Linked DNA regions of Gossypium arboreum: region 2 is linked to region 1. The links are chromatin contacts, called in public Hi-C maps. All regions are on one chromosome and are shown on one strand. Each heading gives the region's core, a stretch centred on a gene start, on an enhancer-like site or on the middle of the called end of the contact. The rest is flanking DNA. Distances are from core to core; before and after follow the strand shown. Region 1 holds the start of LOC108473627. Region 2 holds the start of LOC108474239 (syntaxin-132-like).

Region 1 (3,854 bases), core at 735-3,234:
TATTTTTTAAAAATTTAATGTTTTAAATTTTAAAATTTAATTAATTACTAAACTAATATATATAAATTGTAATTTAGATGTCATGTCAACATCAATCATTCTCATCATCAAAGTTAACTGACTGTAATTTTGCATAATTTGACAAAACTAAAAGTTAAAGAGTTTAATGAAGCTAAAAGAACCCGACTAAAATAACTTTTCTTTTATATAATTTAAGAGTAAAAAAATCATTATAAATGTTTGAAAAATAATAATATTTTTAAAAGGAGTTGATAATTTTAAAAGTTACATAAATAATAAATAATAATGGTAATTTTTTTCTAATGTGAACTTGATTTTTTCTATAAAATTATGATTGGTGGGTAATATTTTTAGAACTTTGGTTTCTTAAGATTTAGAAGTTAATTTCTTTTAATTCTATTAGGGTAAACTATATCAAATGTCCCTAAAACTTATTTAAAATTGTATTTTGGTTACTTAACTTTCAAAAGTTATATAACAATTATCAAATTATTACATTTTTATAATTTGTTTGTTAACTACCGTTCTGAGGTTGACGTGACACGTTAATTTAAATGGTTAATTACTAATTTGGTCCCTAAACATAACTAAAATGTTATTTTGGTTTTTTTTTTTAAAATTTTGTTCTTTTTAGAATTATTGTTAAGATTTTTTTAAAAAAAATGATATTTTAGTTATAGTTCAAGGACCAAATTCGTAATTAAACATTTAAATTAGCGTGCCACGTTAAGAGACGGACAAGTGACGAAAATGTAACAATTCGATAATGTTAATGACTATTATGTAACTTTCGAAAGTTGAATAATCGAAATATAATTTTAAATAAAATTGACCCTTCTATTTATTATACCATATTAATGTATCACACCTACTAAATTAAAAATTTTATTATCCTTTTAGGCATCGGATGCAAATGAATTGAGACAAATAAGTGAGAAAAAAATGAAAAAAAAATTACAATGTTTAAATCATATTGAAATTATACTATTTTTCTTAAGTTGGTCCTTAAAGTGATACCTAAACTACAATTCATTGTCCAAATTACTCTGCCCCTTAAAAAAATCTCTTAAACCTTTTGGATTTTTTTAGTTAAAAATTGGCAAGTGTGATAAAATTAGGGATAATATCACATTTGATACTATACTTTCATAAAATGTTTAATATGGTACTTCTACTTTGAAAATGTCCAACGTGGTACTTGTAATTTGGAAATGTAAAATGTAGTACTCGTAATTTAGAAATGTCCAATGTGATAACTGAATTATTAATATGTGTTTTTATTATTATACATGTATTTCATAAAATGTCCAATGTAATACTTGTAATTTGAAAATGTTCAATCTAGTACCTAAACTACTAATATAAATTTTTATATTTTTAATATTTTAAACAATAAAACAAGCCAAGTCAAGTTAGGCCTAGCCAAGTCTGTCTCAAAAACGAGTCGAGCCAATCGGTTTGGCTATTACAAGGCCCATAAAAGCCTCTTATTACCATTTAAGGAGTAAATAACATATTTTTAAAAAAATAGATTTTTATATATTTTAATAATTTTAAAATTTAAAATTAATTTTTATATTTTTAATTTTAAATATTTCTTTTTAAAATTTTTTGAATTCTTTTAAGAATTATATATTTAGTTTTTTACATTTTATTTAAAAATGAAAAATAGGTCATTTTAATTTTTTCTGCAATTTTAAAGAATAAAGATAAAATAAAAAACTGTAAACATTGAGGGTTAAAAGATATTTGATCAATTTTTAACTGTAATTTTAAGAACAAAATTAGACAAAAGGACCAAGATTTTAAAATTAAAAAGTACAGGACTCACTGTCCCAAAATTATAGAGACTAAATCTTAAATTTCAAAAGAGTACAAGGAAGATTTTAAAAAATTCAAAAAATAAAATTTAATTATTAAATGAGATTGAATATTTGGAATTAAAAGGAAAAGTGAGTAAAATGAAAATGTGTAAGAGTAGAGAGGCATGAAGAAGAAATGGACCGACAACTTTTGGTTTCGTTTAAAACACTCCCCTCGCACTCGCACTCGCGCTCGCAAACCCTGCCTTAAAATTCGTATCTATCTTCTTCTTTATTTCTTCTTTCCTTTTGTTATATTGGGATTGGGGAGGCGCCACAAATACAAAAAACCCCAAATAACAAAAACAAATTATATCCTCCTAAAACCCTGAAACTCGCCCATGGCCACCGATCAAACTCAGCTCCAACTCGCTCAACTCGCCCACATCTTGGGCCCCGATTCGACTCACTTCGAAACCCTAATCTCCCACCTCATGTCTTCCTCCAACGACCAACGTTCCCAGGCCGAGTCACTCTTCCACCTTGCCAAACAAACTCACCCCGACTCTCTCTCCGTCGCTCTCTCCCGTGTCTTATCCTCATCCCCTCGTCCCGAACTCCGCGCCCTCTCCGCCGTCCTCCTCCGTAAAATCCTAACTCCCGCCGCTGATTACTCCTTTCTCTTTCCCCTCCTAGCTGAATCCACACGCGCCGCCATTAAATCCACGCTTTTATCCTCCCTCCAGACCGAAGAATCGAAAGCTAACGTAAAAAAACTCTGCGATACAATTTCCGAACTCGCTTCTTCCGTCGTTGCTACTAGAGGCTGGCCGGAACTATTGCCATTCCTCTTCCAATGTGTGAATTCTAAGAATCCCAACCTCGAAGAATCTGCTCTTTTAATTTTCTCTCGATTAGCTCAAAACGTCGGAGAAACAACGGAAACCCTAATCCCTCATTTAAACACTCTTCATTCCGTCTTCTTCAATTGTTTATCAAATCCGTCAAGTTGCGACGTACGAATCGCAGCTTTAAGCGCCTCAGTCAGTTTCATTCAATGCATTTCAAACCCCAAAGATCGGGACGCTTTCCAAGATTTGTTGCCGTTGATGATGCAGACGTTGACCGAGGCGTTGAACTCTGGATTAGAAGCCACAGCTCAAGAGGCTTTGGAATTGTTAATTGAGTTAGCCGGGACTGAGCCGAGGTTTCTAAGGAGGCAAATAATGGAAGTAGTAGGATCGATGTTACAAATTGCTGAGGCGGAGAGTTTAGAAGAAGGAACACGCCATTTAGCCATTGAATTTATAATTACGTTAGCAGAGGCGAGAGAGAGGGCTCCGGGGATGATGAGGAAGTTACCACAATTCATAAGGAGGTTATTTTGGGTGTTGATGAATCTATTGGTGGACATTGAAGATGAACCGGATTGGTATAATGCAGAGAGTGAGGATGAGGATGCTGGGGAAACAAGTAATTATGGGGTTGGTCAGGAGTGTTTAGATAGATTGTCGATTTCATTAGGAGGGAATACTGTTTTACCAGTGGCTTCAGAATTGTTTCCGGTGTTTTTGGCTGCTTCAGAGTGGCAGAAACGACATGCTGCTCTCATTGCACTTGCTCAGATTGCTGAGGGTTGTTCCAAGGTTTGAATTTTGAAGTTCCAAATTAACAGTTTGATCATATTTAATGCACTGTGTATGTTTATTCTATTTGGAGCTTGCATGTCACTTCTTGCTACCTATATAATAATGATAAGACACTATTAGAAGCTTAATTTTTTATGTTTTGTTTATTCTAGACGTGGCATTTATAATTTGAGTGGATTTGAATTAATATAGGTTCTACGGTTAACTTGATAAATAATTGCTTTATCTATGTCCCTTGATCAATGGGGCTGATTTTGATTAAATTGTAATATGCTTCATTGTTTCTGAACGGGTTTTGCTTTTCTTTTCTTCTTCTTGCCAGGTGATGATAAGAAATCTAGAACAGGTAGTGTCAATGGTTTTGAATTCATTTCATGATGCC
Region 2 (3,700 bases), core at 1,083-3,582, 180 kb before region 1:
GTTTGGTTCCAATAATTTAGAGTTTAATAGGGCAAACAAGCTTCATGATCAAATTACATAACCTTAAATCATTAATAAAAATATTTATTAAGTTTCAACTGAAAATAGTGTCTCAACCCCCATAGTTGAAGCTAAACTACATGCATATATGTTTGCTTTCTCTTAATTTTCTTCTTCTTCTTCTTCTTCTTCTTCTTTTCTTTTACCTCTTTGTCTTTCTTTTTCTCTTCTATTTCTTCATCATCCTTTGCCTCATTGTCTTTCTTCCTCTTCACCTTTCAACTTCTTTTCTTTCTTTTTCTCCTTAACCTCCTTGTCTTTCTTCTTTTTCTTCTCATCTTCTTCTATACCATGCTTCTTTTCTTTATTTTTCTCTTTCTCTTCCTTGTCTTTCTTCTTCTTTTTCTTCTCATCTTTCTCTTCGCCTTCTTCTATGATCCCTTCTTTCTTCATCTCCATTTCCTTATCTTTTTTATTTTTCTTCTCATTGTTCACACCGGCTTCATCATCTTTGTGAATCGTCTCCTTCTTAACTTTTTTCTCTTCTGATGTATTCTTCATCTCTCCAACTTCATTATCCTCGTCTTCTTCTCTATATTTCTCTTTCTTCTTCTTCTTTTCTTTCTCCTTCTTCGATTTGTCCTTATCCTTCTCTTTATGTTTCTCTCCCTTTTCCTCCTTATGCATTAGCTTTTCCTTCTCCATTGATTTGGTCTTTAGCTTCTCTTCCTTCTCATGGCTTGGCTCCATATCCTTTGCCTTTGACTTTGAAATACACTTCTTTCTTCTCCAAACTCGAATGTAAACCTTTCCTATGTTTTATTTTTTATTACAAATTCCCTGAAAGAAATGCTGCATATAAATAAGCAAGTACAGAGTACAATTAAACTTAACTGTGTAAGGAATGGTTGATACATTACAACATGTAACAATATTCAAAATATCTGAAACAAGAAAAACAGTTCCCCAATGCAACCCCAGCACTAAATTACCTTTGACAGACACACAAGACTATCAAGATCTTATATATTCAACATACAATATTCATCAACATGGATGATTATCTCTACATCATTTCACAAGCCAAGAAAAGAAACCCAGATTCATTTTCCCCAGATAAACGATCAAAACAATTGATCAGTAAAAATCAAACCCTTCATATTAACAAGCTTTCAGAAAAATGAAATAAAGATCCAAAGGCAACATAATTAAAATGAAATCTAGAGATGTATGTACCTTTGACTTGCTAAGACAGGCAGATGCAAAGGTTTTTTTTAAGACAGAAGTAGAGTTATGTGGGAAATGGGGAAGGTTCAATTGCTTTATATAAAGGGGTAAGTTGGGTATTGAATATTTGATTGAATCAGCCCGCCAATGATCCAAGGTAGTTGAAGGGATGAAAATGTTGAACGTTGAATAAGAGAAAATAATAAGTAAATAAAAAGTTTCAGCCAGAGGATGAAAAACCCCCTTCTAGATCTTGATAAGAAAAATATTACTTTAAAAATACATTATTATATATTATTTTTTTACTTAATAGTTTTTATTTGTAAAATAAAAAATTTCTACTATTAATATACTAAATAGTAAATAATATGTTTTTAACTCAAAATAATATAATTTTTTGCAAAAATATACGTTTAAAAATTCTAACTACGAAAATTATCTGTCAGTATAATTTTAAAAATTCCAATAAAATCAGTCAAATAATATATAATATATTTTATAATTTTTATTTTTATTTTATTTTTATCAATTTTAATAATATATATTGTAATATCAAATTCTAACAAAAAATATTTATTAATCTAAATAAAAGTCGATAAAGGAAATTGAGTATAGTTATGCGTATTATACTTCAAACAATAAAATGATTTTTAAATAAAAAGAAAAAAAACCCACACCACTTGGTCATATATTTATAAACATTATCCTTCATATATGTGCAATATTAAATATATTTTATAAATAATGTAATTATAATTATAATAAAGGTTATAAAAATATTAAATAAAATTTATGTTTAAAATGGGTTGAAAAAACAACCTTGTGTAGCTGTAGCCTTTGCTCCAACGTGGCGCCGCCCACAAATGAAGGTAACAAGGACAAATGTGTAAACTAAAAAGAATCATTTTCAGACAAGGAAAGCCAAAGTTTCGAGTTTCCGCGGCCTAAACTCTAAAAGAGAAAGAATGTTCCTCATCTGAAACCGTGTCTAATCAACAATGACCGTTAATCATCCATCAAACCAGGGACCTACAAATTTCAACGCCTATGATTAAATAATTTCCCTACAATTCACCGTACTTGATAATCTGTCTCCACGCTTTTTTGAAGTTTGCTTTTGCCATTCTTCTGAAACGGATCCCCACCTCTTTTGTTTCTCCCTTTTCTCTCTTAAAAATTCACAGGAAAAAAAAAAAAGAAAAAAAAAAGTTGAAACCTTAAAATTTAAAAAAAGACCTGGTTTTTTTAAATGTAAAAAAAAAAAACCAGGTCTTATCAACAATTATAATAGTTATAGTGTTATTATTAATTAAAATTAATAATAATATCGTTTTAGCTTTCTCCATTTTTTGTTTCTTCTCTTTGAAGCTTCGTTTAGTCTTGTTCATCTTTCCACAATGAACAACCTTTTAACGGTAACATTTTGCAACTTTCGAATTGTTTCTACTCATTTATTTGTTTGCCTGTGTTGGTTTTTGTTTCGATTTAAGTTTTTCTTTATTATTTTTATTGATGAGGATAGCTGCATTTTGTATATTTTATTTGGATCCTGATTAAAAGAACAGAAAATTAACGTTATTGGAAAATGATTGTTAGGAGACTAGTGAGCTAATTTTTCTTATAAGACGAAGGTTAATATAAATTGCTGTTAATTCAGTAGGAATTGAATCAATTTAGAAGTTTATCAAGCTAATTAATTAATTAGTCTTAGGAGTTGAAAACTAGATCAAAAGAACTTATAACTTAAGCTTGTAAAGGAATGTAATCAGCATTCGTTGAATTTAAAAGGAAAAAAAAACTGAGCATGAACTTGTGTTATGTAATTTTTAAATTTTGTGTGGATAGAAAAATGTTTTTAGGTATAATTAAGATATTTTCAGAAGGCTCTCTTTGTAAATTCTTGGTCTGTTTAGAATAAGCAGATGAGCTTGTCTGCCTTGAATTATGCTTTAGTAAATTTTATCTTGGGTTGGTATAAACTAGTTGCACTCGTGCTCTATTTCTTGCAGGAGTCCTGTGAATTCCCTAGAGGTGGATCCCAAGGTAGAGATGTCGAGTTAGGAGCTCCAATGAACTCTGGAGAACTCTGCCTTCAAGAATTCTTTGTAAAGGTGCTATAGACTTCTTGATGTAATAATTATCCTCTGTAAGCTAAGCTGCAATATATTGGATTCGTAACTGCAATTGCAACTTTTCTTCGTGTTCATCTCTTTAGGTGGAATTAAATTTCTTTATGGAATAAGCTATGGCTTGAATCACTGATCTCCTGCTATGTTTTGTCTTTTCCAGGTTCAGGAGATAGATAAACAATATGAGAAGCTGGATAAGCTACTCAAAATGCTTCAGGTATCTTATTTAATATATTTCCCGATTCCTTGTATGATACCGAAGCTTCAAGATATCTGCCTTCAATATTTTCCTTACTAGTATGAATTTTAGGAATTGTTGGATGTAATTCATCTAAAACTGACTG

The links. Hi-C and Micro-C count contacts between places; a contact is called where the count stands out from the background.
Region 2: a contact with region 1 is called in a Hi-C map of leaf, with 4 times the contacts expected there. The contact joins the promoter of LOC108474239 here to the promoter of LOC108473627 in region 1. A contact is called at or near these places in 3 of 5 Hi-C or Micro-C datasets (all in leaf).

Annotation. Positions count from the first base shown.
Region 1 is chr11:99,279,696-99,283,549 of ASM2569848v2, reverse strand. LOC108473627 reads left to right here and starts at 1,984. Exons shown (of 20, transcript XM_017775301.2): 1 at 1,984-3,469; 2 at 3,795-3,854. The coding sequence starts at 2,225.
Region 2 is chr11:99,459,133-99,462,832 of ASM2569848v2, reverse strand. LOC108474239 (syntaxin-132-like) reads left to right here and starts at 2,332. Exons shown (of 13, transcript XM_017776180.2): 1 at 2,332-2,642; 2 at 3,237-3,338; 3 at 3,517-3,573. The coding sequence starts at 2,625. It overlaps LOC128283553, which reads right to left and starts at 1,431. Exons shown (of 2, transcript XM_053020962.1): 1 at 1,237-1,431; 2 at 64-852. The coding sequence starts at 750. The coding sequence ends at 253.